Regions from separate parts of the Mus musculus genome. Here region 2 is linked to region 1. The links are chromatin contacts, called in public promoter capture Hi-C maps. All regions are on one chromosome and are shown on one strand. Each heading gives the region's core, a stretch centred on a gene start, on an enhancer-like site or on the middle of the called end of the contact. The rest is flanking DNA. Distances are from core to core; before and after follow the strand shown. Region 1 holds the start of Dis3l (DIS3 like exosome 3'-5' exoribonuclease). Region 2 holds the start of Aph1b (aph1 homolog B, gamma secretase subunit).

Region 1 (6,119 bases), core at 1,411-3,910:
ATTTGAAAAAAAAACCCACGTACATTCTAGCTAATGTATATTTCTCTGAACTAAGCATCAGGACAATTTATCATTTTCATACACAAATAAAGAAAACTTTACCTTTTACTACCAAAAGCTGAAGAAACCAAAACATCTTAAAAACAGAATAAATCCAGTTTCTGCTTGTTAAATACCTTGGGGTGTTGAGGGTTTGGGTATATAATTCTAACATGCTATTCTCATAAAAGTTTCCAAATATTAAATGAAGCAAAACTGTATTCTAAGAAATTTGCACAGAAAGGGGCAATTATTCTTTCATTTAGGTGCAAGGTGAGTATTTTAAACTGGTCCAATTAGAAATGTTTTATTCAGCAAATACAATTACTATGGCTGATAGTTACAGGACTAATCTAAAAATCAGAAAGAGCTATTTTTAATTTCGTTGAATAAATCACGGTAAGTACAGTTTGCTTCTACAATAGAGGAAGATAAGATTTAAAAGTATTCTTTTCCAAAGAAAGGAATGCTCCTGAAACAATGTACCTATGAATAAGATTAAATACTATATATTATTAGCAAAAATAAAAGGAAGAAATAATAGTGCTACCTATGAAAATGTAAACCAGAAGCCAGTTCACCATAGAATCTTAACTATGTACATCCCGGGGACCCAGCAGTTTATTGATCTACAGTCAGATCTTTTGGCCAGGTGTTGAAGCACACATATAAAATGTTACTACATTCCTCACCAGCAAAGAGAATACCAAATTAGTTTCAAAAATCCTTTCTGACAAAATAATGAATTCCTCCTCTTTCCCTCTAACAAGGGACCTTTTCTAAAGGGGGCAGGGGAACCGGTACTGAAAATAAATAAATAAATAAATAATGCAAAACAGATACCTCCGGCCTCTCTGGTGCTGCACAGCTTGACAGGCCGTTTGCATGAAAATAACTCCCTTCAACTCCGGGAACTCCAGAACCTCGAGGTAATCCTGGACAACTTTCCAGTCTGGGATCACGTAATGAGTGACTTCGGCAGCCAGGAGCTTCCCATCTGAAACATAATTCAGAGTGGAAGCCATTAGGTAACATTTTCAAACCTGGTTTATGACTATTTCAATGTCACAGTGCTCCCGGTGTGCAAAATAACTTCTCATCTTAATTTCACCTTGAAGTTTTTAAAAGACAAGACAAATCTACTTTGGTGGAGGCTCAAAGTTCAGCTCCATTGCTCCCCCTCCCCTCAGCTGTGATTAAATACAAGCCCAACATGGTTTATGTTGTAGCCAGCACTTCTTCGAAAGAATGATATTTTAAAAACAAGTACGTCCCTGGAAGAAACTAAATTTCTACTAAGCCATCACAGACATGCATGAGCACTGACTGCGTTGGCTACTTACATATCCATTATATCTCTATCTACATATACACACGTGTATATATATGTAAGGGCAAGAGTGCACATGTGTGTGTGTGTTGACCCCTTGTAAGCATCTAACAATTCCAAGGCTATTCGGTCTGAAGCTTCCTAACACGGCTACACGGTTCTAGGGTTGAGGAGAACGTCCTAAAAAGGATGCGCTGTTCAATCAATGGGCTTCCACTCAACTGACACCTTGGTCAAGCTGTGACCTCAATCATGTATTCTGAAAAGACCCCCTCACGCTCATCTCCCACTAGGGGTAACAAACAGCTGGAGGGTCTGCGTACTGGCAGGAGCAGAGCAGGCAATGTCAAATGTCCAGCCAGCGTAATACGCTCAGGAGTAAGGTGCCAATAGCATTTTCGGGCAGAAAGGAGGAGGTGCCTACGCCCTTAGGTCCCCCTGGAAAAACCGAAGCATCCGGTGCCTGCAGGCTCTTCCACTTAGCCCGGCTATTGTAGCAGGCAGGTCCGGAGAGGAGCGCCCCTGAGGCTGCAGAGGCCGGTCCTGCCTGTGCCGGCCACTGGGAGGGAAGACTGGACGCACCGGGGACGCTCCAGGGCCGCTCCCGGCTGCCCCAGTACCGCCGAGCCCAGACGGTTATGCTCGCTCCGGCTGCCTACAGTCCGCGAGGGTCTGGCTCCGCCCTTGATGCCAGCGCTAAGCCGCCCTCGCTGCTCAGCTTCCCGCTCTCCTCTCTCCTTGGGTCCCGCTTCCTTCACTAGGGCCCCGCCGCCATCGCGACGCCAGGCCGGGATTCCCTTTGCTCTTTGGGCCTCTGCCACCCTCGCTCCTCAGGCCTCAGGTCCCTTCGCTCGCGCCCGGCAGCCTTCGCTACGTCAGGCCCCGGCCTCCCTCGTTCCTTTGGTCCTGGCTTCCCTCGTTCTCCGAGTCCCGGCTTCTCTCGCTCTCCGAGCCCCGGCTTCCCTCTCCGGCTCCGGCCTCCCTCGCTCTTCCCGCCCGGGCCTTCCCGGTCCACCCCGGCTCTGACCGTTGCGGCAGGCGGCAGGCTGCGGGCACAGCGGGCTGTTGCAAGGCACGCTGGGCCGCAGGTAGTGTTCACGCACGATCCGCAGCGTCCGACCCTGGAAGGTCCTCAGCAGCAGCACCTTCTCCCGCTTCTGCAGCATGCTGGCGGCGTCGCCCGGCACTGTGGCCGGGAAGCGGCGGGCGGCGGGCGGCAGGCGGCAGGCTCAGGCGAGACCGAGGCCTGAGGCCCGCCCCTCGGGCCTGGTCGGGCAGGCAGCAGCGTTCACGTTCCCGCTACCGCTACCGGGAGCGACCTAGCCAGGGCTGAGAATCCTCCGGGCCCAGTCCTACTCGCGCCTTTTATTCCTCTCTGTGCCTTAGTTGTCCCCGGGCGGGAAAAGTGTAGATAAACTTCACCCGAAGAATCCTCGGGTGTGAAGGTAGGATGTGGCAGGTAGTCTAAGAGTCGAGTGTAAAAGGATTATTATTTTTATTTTTATTATTATTTTTTTTACTTTGTTTCTACCCACAGGCCCGTGTGCGAAGGGCTGCCATAGCAACAGAGGTAATGCCGGGCAGTGATGGCTCATGCCTTTAATCCCAGCACTTGGGAGGCAGAGGCAGGTGGATTTCTGAGTTCAAGGCCAGCCCGGTCTACAGAGTGAGTTCTAGGACAGCCAGGGCTACACAGAGAAACCCTGTCTCGAAAAACCAAAACAAAAAACAAACAAAAAACAAAACAAAAACCAGAGGTAATAACTGTAGAGTTTTCTCGTCCTTGTTTTTGCAGTATCTGAAAGAATTGAAAAGCTCAGCAAAAAAGCTGGTAACCCTGCTGGCCAAACCGGTTTTCCTCTTCAAAAATATGCTTATTTTAAATTTTAATACACGTAAACATTCAAACACTACAGATAAAATGAAAACCAGTCCTTCTGGGGTAAACACTCTACAACTTTTATAGCGCTGGCAGCCTCGGGCAAAGGACTTCTTAGAGCCGCTATTGACATGATCTCTAAGTACTGTGCTTGTAGTGTTTGACAAAAAGGACGGTATCTTGGGAGACCACACACCCTGGATTCTCCAAGCACTGAGCCCACTGGAGCAAGAGTATCATTTAGCTTCCTTAAATCAAAGGAGTGGGTGTTTATTTGTATCATTTTATAGGCTGTGAGGCTGCATTAAGGGAGCTTAAGTGCCCAAGGATACCTAGTTATTATGTTTCAGAACCAATCTTGAAGCTAGAAACTGCTCAACTTCAAAGCAGGTTAAGCATCATCTAGTCACTGGTGAATAAAAGAGAGAGCGCCTGCACCAAAGGAATTTACTGCTTGGCAACCTTTGGTTAATGTGGCTGGCCCAGTTGGCTGGAAACACCTGGTTCTTCCAACGCAGCTGAAATAAACCAGGACCAGTCTCTCATTTCACCCTAAGGGAATGCTAAAGGGTCATGGTCTCCTCCTCCTCCTCATATCTCTGTGTCAAATCACTTGGTGAAACTCAAGGTAGACTTGCACAAACAGGAAAATAATGTAGAGCTGGCAAACAGGCACCAGACAGTGCAAGGAGAGTCCCTAAAGCTCTCCACAGTGAAAGAGGCTCTCCCTGTCTAATACAGGAGTCAGTTCCAGAGAGACCAGAGGACAGTGAGTAGCCAAAATTGTTCTCTACATAAAAAATGCCTTAGATAACTGTCCACCAATCCCTCCCCAGCTCCCTTCCTATCTTTTTTAAGCCACTGATGCTATGGATTGGAAGAACGACTTTGATTAGGTACTAATCTGCCCTTAATATCTCTCCTCAGCACTTTGTAGCTAGAAATTGTCTGCAAATGAACCACCCTTTAAGGAATAGAGCATAGCTAGAGTTTTATTGAGAGTTGATTTTTATCAGTATTTAAAATAAGGCTGTAGCTTAGTTGGTACTTAGCCTCTCTTCCCCTCACACCCTCTCCTTTCTCTCTCTGCCTTTTTGAGACAGGATCAGGACATGTAGCTGAAGCTAGCCATGAGCTCTTACTTACCCCCCCCCCCCCAAGTGCTGGGATTCTCATGCACCCAGGCCTGGCTTTATCCATTATGTTGAGGACCATGATTCCTTAGTTCTTAGAAATGATGATGACCTATTGTAATAAGCCAGGCCCTTTTGCTTGGTTGGGTGGGTGGTTTGTCTTGTTTGCCATCTGAGACCTCTGGACCAAAAAAGTGCCTATCAGGCAGAATAAACTAATTTATGTTACAGAAATATAAAACTTAAAAAAATTTTCGCTGGGCAGTGGTGGCTCACACCTTTGATCTTAGCACTTGGGAGGCAGAGGCAGGCAGATTTCTGAATTCGAGGCCAGCCTGGTCTACAGAGTGAGTTCCAGGACAGCCAGGGCTACACAGAGAAACCCTGTCTTGAAAAAAAAAATCAGTTTCTTCACTAGTGAGATGTCTCAGCAGATAAGGGTACCTGCTGTACAACACAGATTGACTTTACATAAAATGTAATACATTAATTAGCTGGGCAGTGGTGGCACACACCTATAATCCCAGCATTCAGGAAGCAGAGGCAAGAGGATCTCTTGAGTTTGAGGCCAGCCTGGTCTACAGAATGGGTTCCAGTTCCAGGACAACCAGAGCTACAGGGAGAAACCCTATCTTGAAATTTGAGTCCCCCCAAATCAATAAATTAATTTAAAAAATTCTCAGTGTCTAGGTCAAGGTGCTGCATGGGTACCGAATGTCATTTTTGTAGGATCCAGGCTAGTGGAGTGGGGAATCTCTCTGGAACATTGTTGCTCAATGGAAAAAGGGGAGAGAGTCCTCTAGAAAGCCTCACACCAACAAATAACTCTTCCTGGAAGAAATGCTGTTGGTCTTGCCATTGGCCAGAACTAGTCACATGACCACACAGCCAGCGGAGGAGGTGTGCTATTCTTCAAGCTCTGAAGGCAAACACCAAGAACTTTTAGAATATATAAGCAACTTACCAGGAGGCTCTGGCCACCCCCTCAGCCCTAAATCCACTCCATCACCAGCTTCACCCTCATCATTTGGGACAGCTTTAGCCCAGCTCACTATCTACCTCTTTTGGCAGAAGTCCCTCCATAAGCTACTAAGCCAAGCCTGAGTCTCTACACACCTGCAGTCCTAACTTCTCTTGCTTCCATATGTGATCCCTTATGGTAGATAGGATGGATGAACTCTCTTTGTCAAGTTTATGTCCACATTTTCTCTAGGGACTCAGATGACCCATGTTGTCTTGCCTCCCTCACAGATAGATGGGTGGTGGCCATGTGTCTGGGTTCCATTTGGCAGAATGTCAGAGTTTAATAGCACTGTTTCTTGGGATGGCTCACAATACTCCCCAACCCAGCCCCCTACCTACATGCTTTCTCTTAGCGTTGCATCAGCTAGATGCCAAAGCCTAGGGCATTGGCAGCCCAACATTAAAGATGGCAGAGCCCCCTGTCTTCTTTGGTTCCTGAACAACTGTGGAAGCAGAACTTGGCCTCTCCTTGACCAGAGGACTCTTGTACAGGTGAGATAAACCCTTTGGGGTTCTGAGTAGATGGGAATCTGAACATTTGTCAGGCAGGGAAAGGAAAAGCAGGCTCAAGACTTCAAGGTCAGCTGTCATTACCAATGTATACTTCCAGTTAACAAAGGAGACTGAGGTGGCTGGGGAGGTGGCTTAGTTGGTAGAGTACATGAAGAGACTTGTCTAAGAGTTGCAAGGCTGTGTTGAAAACAGACAAATAAGC
Region 2 (6,119 bases), core at 1,369-3,868, 2.5 Mb after region 1:
CAGTCAGTCATCTAATCTGTTCATCGGGAACACAGAAACTCATTATGTTTTGTGCTTTCTCACTTCCTAATGTTAACAGGGAACTGTCAGTGCTGTAACATTTCCTCAGGAACTCTGTAACACAACATGAGGAAGTTTTCTCAATTCTTGAAATTATGTATTTAAGATATTTAGGGTTTTTTTTGGCTTGGATTTTTGAGATGGTTTATGTAACTAGGCTGGCTTCAAAATCACTATGTCGCTATGAACCCAAGGCTATACATCTCCAGCCCACCTAAATACACCATTTTAGAAAAATTAAAAAAACAGAGAGACTCTTCTTTAAACAAAAACAAGAACAAACAAACAAAACCCTATAGTAGGGCCAAGGGTATAGGTCAGTGGCAGAGCTCTCCTCTAGCTTCCACAAAGACTCTGGTGTGGAGGGCATGGGGGTAGGGAGATAAAGCAAGCAAGCAAACTCACAAAAACCCTGTAGCTGTGATTATCTTAGCTTTTTATGACAAAATAGTTACTGTATCAATGTTATATAAAAACTGAATAAGGTTGCAAAATTTTCAATCCAAGCTTTAAACTATCCATATATTTCAGGTATCATACAGCAATTTTAGACAACACAGCAGTTACAGAAGATAAGTGTTAGGCAATGACAGTTGTGTTCTAGGTAAATAAATAAATGCATAAATAAAGCATAGCATAAGAAATCAATTTAAATACTTACATCCTAACCCCAAAAAGAGAGCTCATGGCTTGGTTTTTTGTTAAATGTATCTTTCATTTGCAGACTTGAAACTATAGAAAATATTTTTAAGTGAGCCTTTGTTTCCCACTAACAGTTAAAATAATGGAAGGCATAATTTCCATAAGAATAATTTATTTGAGGTGGTAGGAGGGAAGCATGAAGTTCAAGTGGAAAGGCTCTTTATTGTTTCAGTAATTATTTCCCTGGGTTATTTTTCTTCAATAGTGGATTTCTTTTTGTTCATTCATATCTTGCCTGTTTCCTCTCATTATAAATTCTACCAGGCCAGAGCTTCTGTCTCTTAACCCACCTTTGTACCTCAGCTTCTACAAAGTGTCTGGCATTGGGAAATTTTTGAAGAAACACTTTTGGGAAGAATGAAGAGAGAAAGATAAGGAGGAGCAGGAGGGCAGGCAAACCGGATTGTAAATTTAAATATTCAATATTTTCAGGCTAAAATTGTAGCAATCACTAAATCGTAATTCAAGTCTAACTGGGAAAATAAAACAAACACTTAACTTACTTTAACAGCTTATAATATGCGAGCCTGAACAGCTCTTGGATACAGACAGAGAGCAACACTCCGAAGATGAGCAGGTAATTCTGTACTGGTCCATCTCTGTTGTCAGTAATGACTCTCACTAGGAACCAAAAAACGGATGACAGCAGGAGAGACACCAACCAGAAGAAAGCACTGGAACGTAGAAGGAAAAAAAAAATCACAAGTTAACAGAAGCACAGGCTTAATAATGACTTTAAATCAAACCTGCTTGAGCTACAAATCATTTTTAGTAAACAATCCTCACAAAGTGATGTTTTAGATCAGAATTTTTTTTTTCTCCTAGTGAGACAAATAGTCCAAGAGGAACGTCAGATGTGCTTAACAAGAACGATTCAGTGACCCTGTCGCGTGCACGCTAGGGCACTATCTGTCAAGGACTAAGAGGCACTTGGTTGCTGACTATTTTTCCTAAGAGATGCTTTGTGTGCTATAGAAATATACAACCAGTGACAGTTGCAAATTTCATATCCTCAAAATTCACCAGAAAATATAAGTTTAATGGTTAGATATTGTCAAGTGTCTTTTTCTAAAAGAAAATGAATACCTAACGCCTGCATTAATATAATGGAAAGTTCAGAAGCTGCAAACTTCGGGCAGGTGCAGCGAGACCAAGACCACGTTCACCAGCAGAGTTCCGGTATTTACCAAGCTCCCAGGAGGACATGCCGCCTGGTCAGTTGTTACTGTGTTTTCTCGAACTTTCCTCCTTGACTGCACCCAAACCATTACCCAGGAGTCTACAAAGAAAATCTGAGCCTGAATAGTCTGCACAGACATTCTGAGTCCGAGGATTGATGTGAGGGTGGGGGGCAGGGAATAAACATCTGATCTCCAGGTGACTTTAATGGCAGAGAGTAGTGATAACGACTCTTCGATGCTGCTCAGCACTGAGGGAAATGAGAGATTCCTACAGAAAGACAAAGGCTTCATGCAGGAATCTATCTGCTTGTTCCCACACTCAGCCAACAGAAGCCAAGGGGCGCCTGCTTAGCCTACGGGCCTGCTCTTCTCAGACCCTCCCAGGAACAGTTCCAGCCCTGGACCGCACCACAAGCTGGAGCCCCTGGGAGATGGGGATCCCGGGGTCGTGGGAACCCAGGAGAGGGAGGGAACCCGCGGCGTCCGGGACACAGCGCAGCCTCACCCGGCGATGAGGAAGATGACTCGCAAAGGGTCGGTGGCGATGGTGAAGACATAAAGAGCGAGCGCGGGCCCGAAGGCGATGAAGGCGCAACCAAAGAACACCGCAGCCGTCATGACGACCTCGGGAGCCAGTCGCGGGGGCCCGAGGGCCCTGCAGTGCCCAATGGACAGCGGGTCCTGGATACGGGGCGGGGCTGGGTGGCGAGGCTCCGGTGCTCCGTCAGAGCAGTGGACGAGGCGGAGCCCGTGAGGCGGGGTCTGGAGATGCCGAGGGCGGGACGGGGCTCGAGAGGCGGAGCCTTCGGTGCCCTAGTCAAAGAGGCAACAGGAGGGAGCTTCGGGAGGCCAGGCCTGGAAGAGTTCCATAGCCTATCAGAGTGGACGGCAGAGCGAGGGTTGGCATGCAGGACCTCGAGGTCCTCTAGTCACACGGGACAAGGCAGGGTTCGGGAGTTGGGGCCTGAGCTGCTCCTTGGCCTGTAAAAGCGGGTTGCTGGGCGGAGCTCGGCAGGGGACTCGAGGTGCTCCGAGGGCAGAGGAGGGGCGTGGCTTCGGAGCACAGATCCTGTCAGAACAGGGAACGGAGGTCGGAAGGCGGAGAGCCTGGAGGAGTCCCACGCCCAGTCAAACCGGAGCCAGGTCGGAGCCTGGGAGGCGGGGCTTTGAGTCGCTCCCAGACCTGTCAGCGCCTGCAGAGCGAGCTCAGAGCGCCGCCCTACTCCAGCCAGAGCAAGCTCAGAGTGCCGCCCTACTCCAGCCAAAGCGAGCCGAAGTTCTGGAGACCTGGTAATGTAGTGGGCGGGGCTCCGAGGTGTTATAAGTGTAGTCAGAGTCAGCCGCTCCAGACATTAGGCCTAGGGTTTGTCCCTGCTCAGTTACTGATGGAGTTTTGTTCATCACCTTGAGCCCCACTGTTCCTAGGCTTAGCTTTTATACCTGGATTACATGCTGATGGAGAAAGAATATAGAGGTGAAAGCTGTAATACTTGACATATATATTACAAAACCTGATGCATAGAGAAATGCCAGAATCCATGTAAAAAACACATAGAATTCTTCCCACCCAGAGAGCAGCCTTTCCCGGTCACATATCAGTAGGGCTATGAAGGGTTATGCCAGATGAAGAGGTTTCTGGTCATCACAAACCAGAGAAAATTCCAGAGCAACCAGCAGAATCTTCATCTTCCTAGTTCTTGTCTTCCCTCATCTCCAGAAGTTAGAAGTGGGTCAGTTGTTAGAAATAAACTGACTTGACTTCACTCTTTAATTAGGTTCACTCTAATAAGGTTCTTTTAGCCCGATGAGTGGAAAACTAATTATTGTTCTTTAAGAGACCTTGGTGAAATGTTTACGGTCCTAGGTGTTAGGGATAGTGTGTTTGATCTTGTGTCATTTATGAGTGGGTTTGCTTTTAAATGAAGCTTAGGTTGAACTGGATGAACCTAGTACATAGACGGGCAGAGTCCACATGCAGCATTGCTAGGACAACAACATTTTTCTATTCTCCTATGCCTTGTTCCTATCTACTTATTAACACCAAGTATGCTGAAGTTACTTTTATTAATATAATATTTTCAATAATTTGAACATATATACAATGTATTTTGGTCATATTTATCCTCTTTCCAGATTCACCTCCATCCCCTACCTGCTCCCAACTTCATGTGTTCTTTTTTTTCTCTTAAATTACACACTGAGTCTGAGTCTAATTTGTATTGCTCATGTACGTCTGGCTGTAGGGACATCCATTAGAGTGTGGTCTACCTCCCAGAAGCCATGCCCTCGAGGAAAGCTGACTCTCTCTGAAAAGCCAAGCTGTCAATCGCTTCCCAGTCAGTGTTTGCATCTTATGAACTTCTTCCTACTCTGCGCTAGAATATTGACGAGCTTCATCTTGTGTAGGCAAACAGGGCTGCTCTAGGTTTGTGAATGCATTTTTTTTTTTTAATGAATGCATTGGTCCTGCCAAATCTAGAAGACACTGTTTGCTTTGCTCCACCCTGGCCTCTGGCTCAGACCATTTTTTTTAAGATTTATTTATTTTATGTGAGTACACTGTAGCCATCTTCAGATACACCAAAAGAGGGTGTCTGATCCCATTACAGATGGTTGTGAGCCACATGGTTGCTGGGAATTGAACTCAAGACCTCTAGAAGAATAATCCGTGCTCTCAACCAGTGAGCCATCTCTCCAGCCCAGGCTCTTACAATCTTTATACCATACCATCACTTCTATGATGTTCCCTGAGTTGTGTAAGGGGGCGTGATACAGATGCCTCATTTGTGTGTGTGCATCCCGCAGTCTCTTTTCTTCCATTCTTTGACCTGTTGTGACATACCACATTGAGTTTGGTCAGCTTTCACATGTTGTGCACTTACAGAGATCATCCATCTGTATCTTGGCATCTTTATTGATTGATCAAAAACCAGTTGGGGACAAGGGCCTTTAGCATTTGGACACACAGACTCCCAATTGAATCAAAGCATTAGAACCAATCTCCAACAGATTGTTTATCTTCAGAGATCTCAGCCAGCCCATCACTGGTCCACAAATACCTAATAAGATCTCTGGGGTAGAGAAGTTGGGGCTGAGGCTATAGACAGATATCTTGTACTTTTGAACTCCCAGCCATGTCTGTGTGACTGTGACGTGGCCAGTGTATTCTCTGTCTCAGTTTCTTTACAAGAGGATACATAGAAAAAGATCTTTGCTATATCTAGGTTTAAATATGATTTAAATTTGGGACAAGAGAGTTGCTCACATTAGCAGAGTCTGCTACTACTTGAATAAAAGGGAGAATTCACCATGCTAGACCCTCAAGGACAAGCAGTAGCCAGGAGTATATGTTCCCTCATAAGCCTATCAGAACAGTTGGCAGAAAACTGAGATACTTATCCAGCTATGCTTTCCATGCTGAGTCTCAGAATGAGTTGCTCAAGTCACTTAAGCCTGAATGTTGTTGCTCTTATGACTGTGTACTGGCTGAGTCCAGATACTAAGAGCTGTAGACGTCCAATAAAGCATGGTTCCCTCTCAGATCCAACAAAAAGTCAAATTTCAGCCCTGGAGCTGATTCTGAGACCAAGAACTTCATCCCAGGCTTCAGTGTGCTTATCTCTCTGTATCCCACGTTTTTGTTTGTTTTGTTTTGTTTTTGTTTTTGGCCAGGCCCCATCTGATTACCACAGGGTCATAGTGAAAGTCACAAGAGTTTGGGCTTTGTTTGACATTCCTGGCTCAGTTATCCCAGCACTCAGACTCCTCTGTGCAGGATAAGTCAGGTGAAGGATTTTCATCTACTGCAGTCTGTCTGCACTGTGTGTGTCCTGCACTGAACTGTCAATCCCCGTTGCAGAGACACCAAGTAGAGTAGGCAGAAACAGTACAGGCCTGGAGGTCCAGAGTGTATAAAGTAGAATTCACACAATCCAATATCCAGAAGTTACAGGGAATCACTTGCTGGGTGATACATGGAGATTTGTTTGTTCATGTGGATGATATGTATCAAAGGTTTGCATGCTGTAGCATCTTGTATCTTTCTGGGTGACATTAAAGAGCAGCAGAGACCCATTAGTAAATATTGTCTCTCTACCACTGGATTGATGCCCTCACTTATATGAATCAGTGGGATATTTTATAAGATACAGTTTAATCATCTTCTTTGGAATCAAA

Evidence for each region. Promoter capture Hi-C pulls out the DNA fragments that hold promoters and counts their contacts.
Region 2: a promoter capture Hi-C map of erythroid cells shows a contact between it and region 1, with 39 times the contacts expected there. The contact joins the promoter of Aph1b here to the promoter of Dis3l in region 1. A contact is called at or near these places in 2 of 39 promoter capture datasets (erythroid cells and liver).

Annotation. Positions count from the first base shown.
Region 1 is chr9:64,338,597-64,344,715 of GRCm38.p6, forward strand. Dis3l (DIS3 like exosome 3'-5' exoribonuclease) reads right to left here and starts at 2,661. Exons shown (of 17, transcript NM_001001295.2): 1 at 2,397-2,661; 2 at 883-1,036. The coding sequence starts at 2,535.
Region 2 is chr9:66,792,805-66,798,923 of GRCm38.p6, forward strand. Aph1b (aph1 homolog B, gamma secretase subunit) reads right to left here and starts at 2,619. Exons shown (of 6, transcript NM_177583.4): 1 at 2,449-2,619; 2 at 1,266-1,436. The coding sequence starts at 2,561.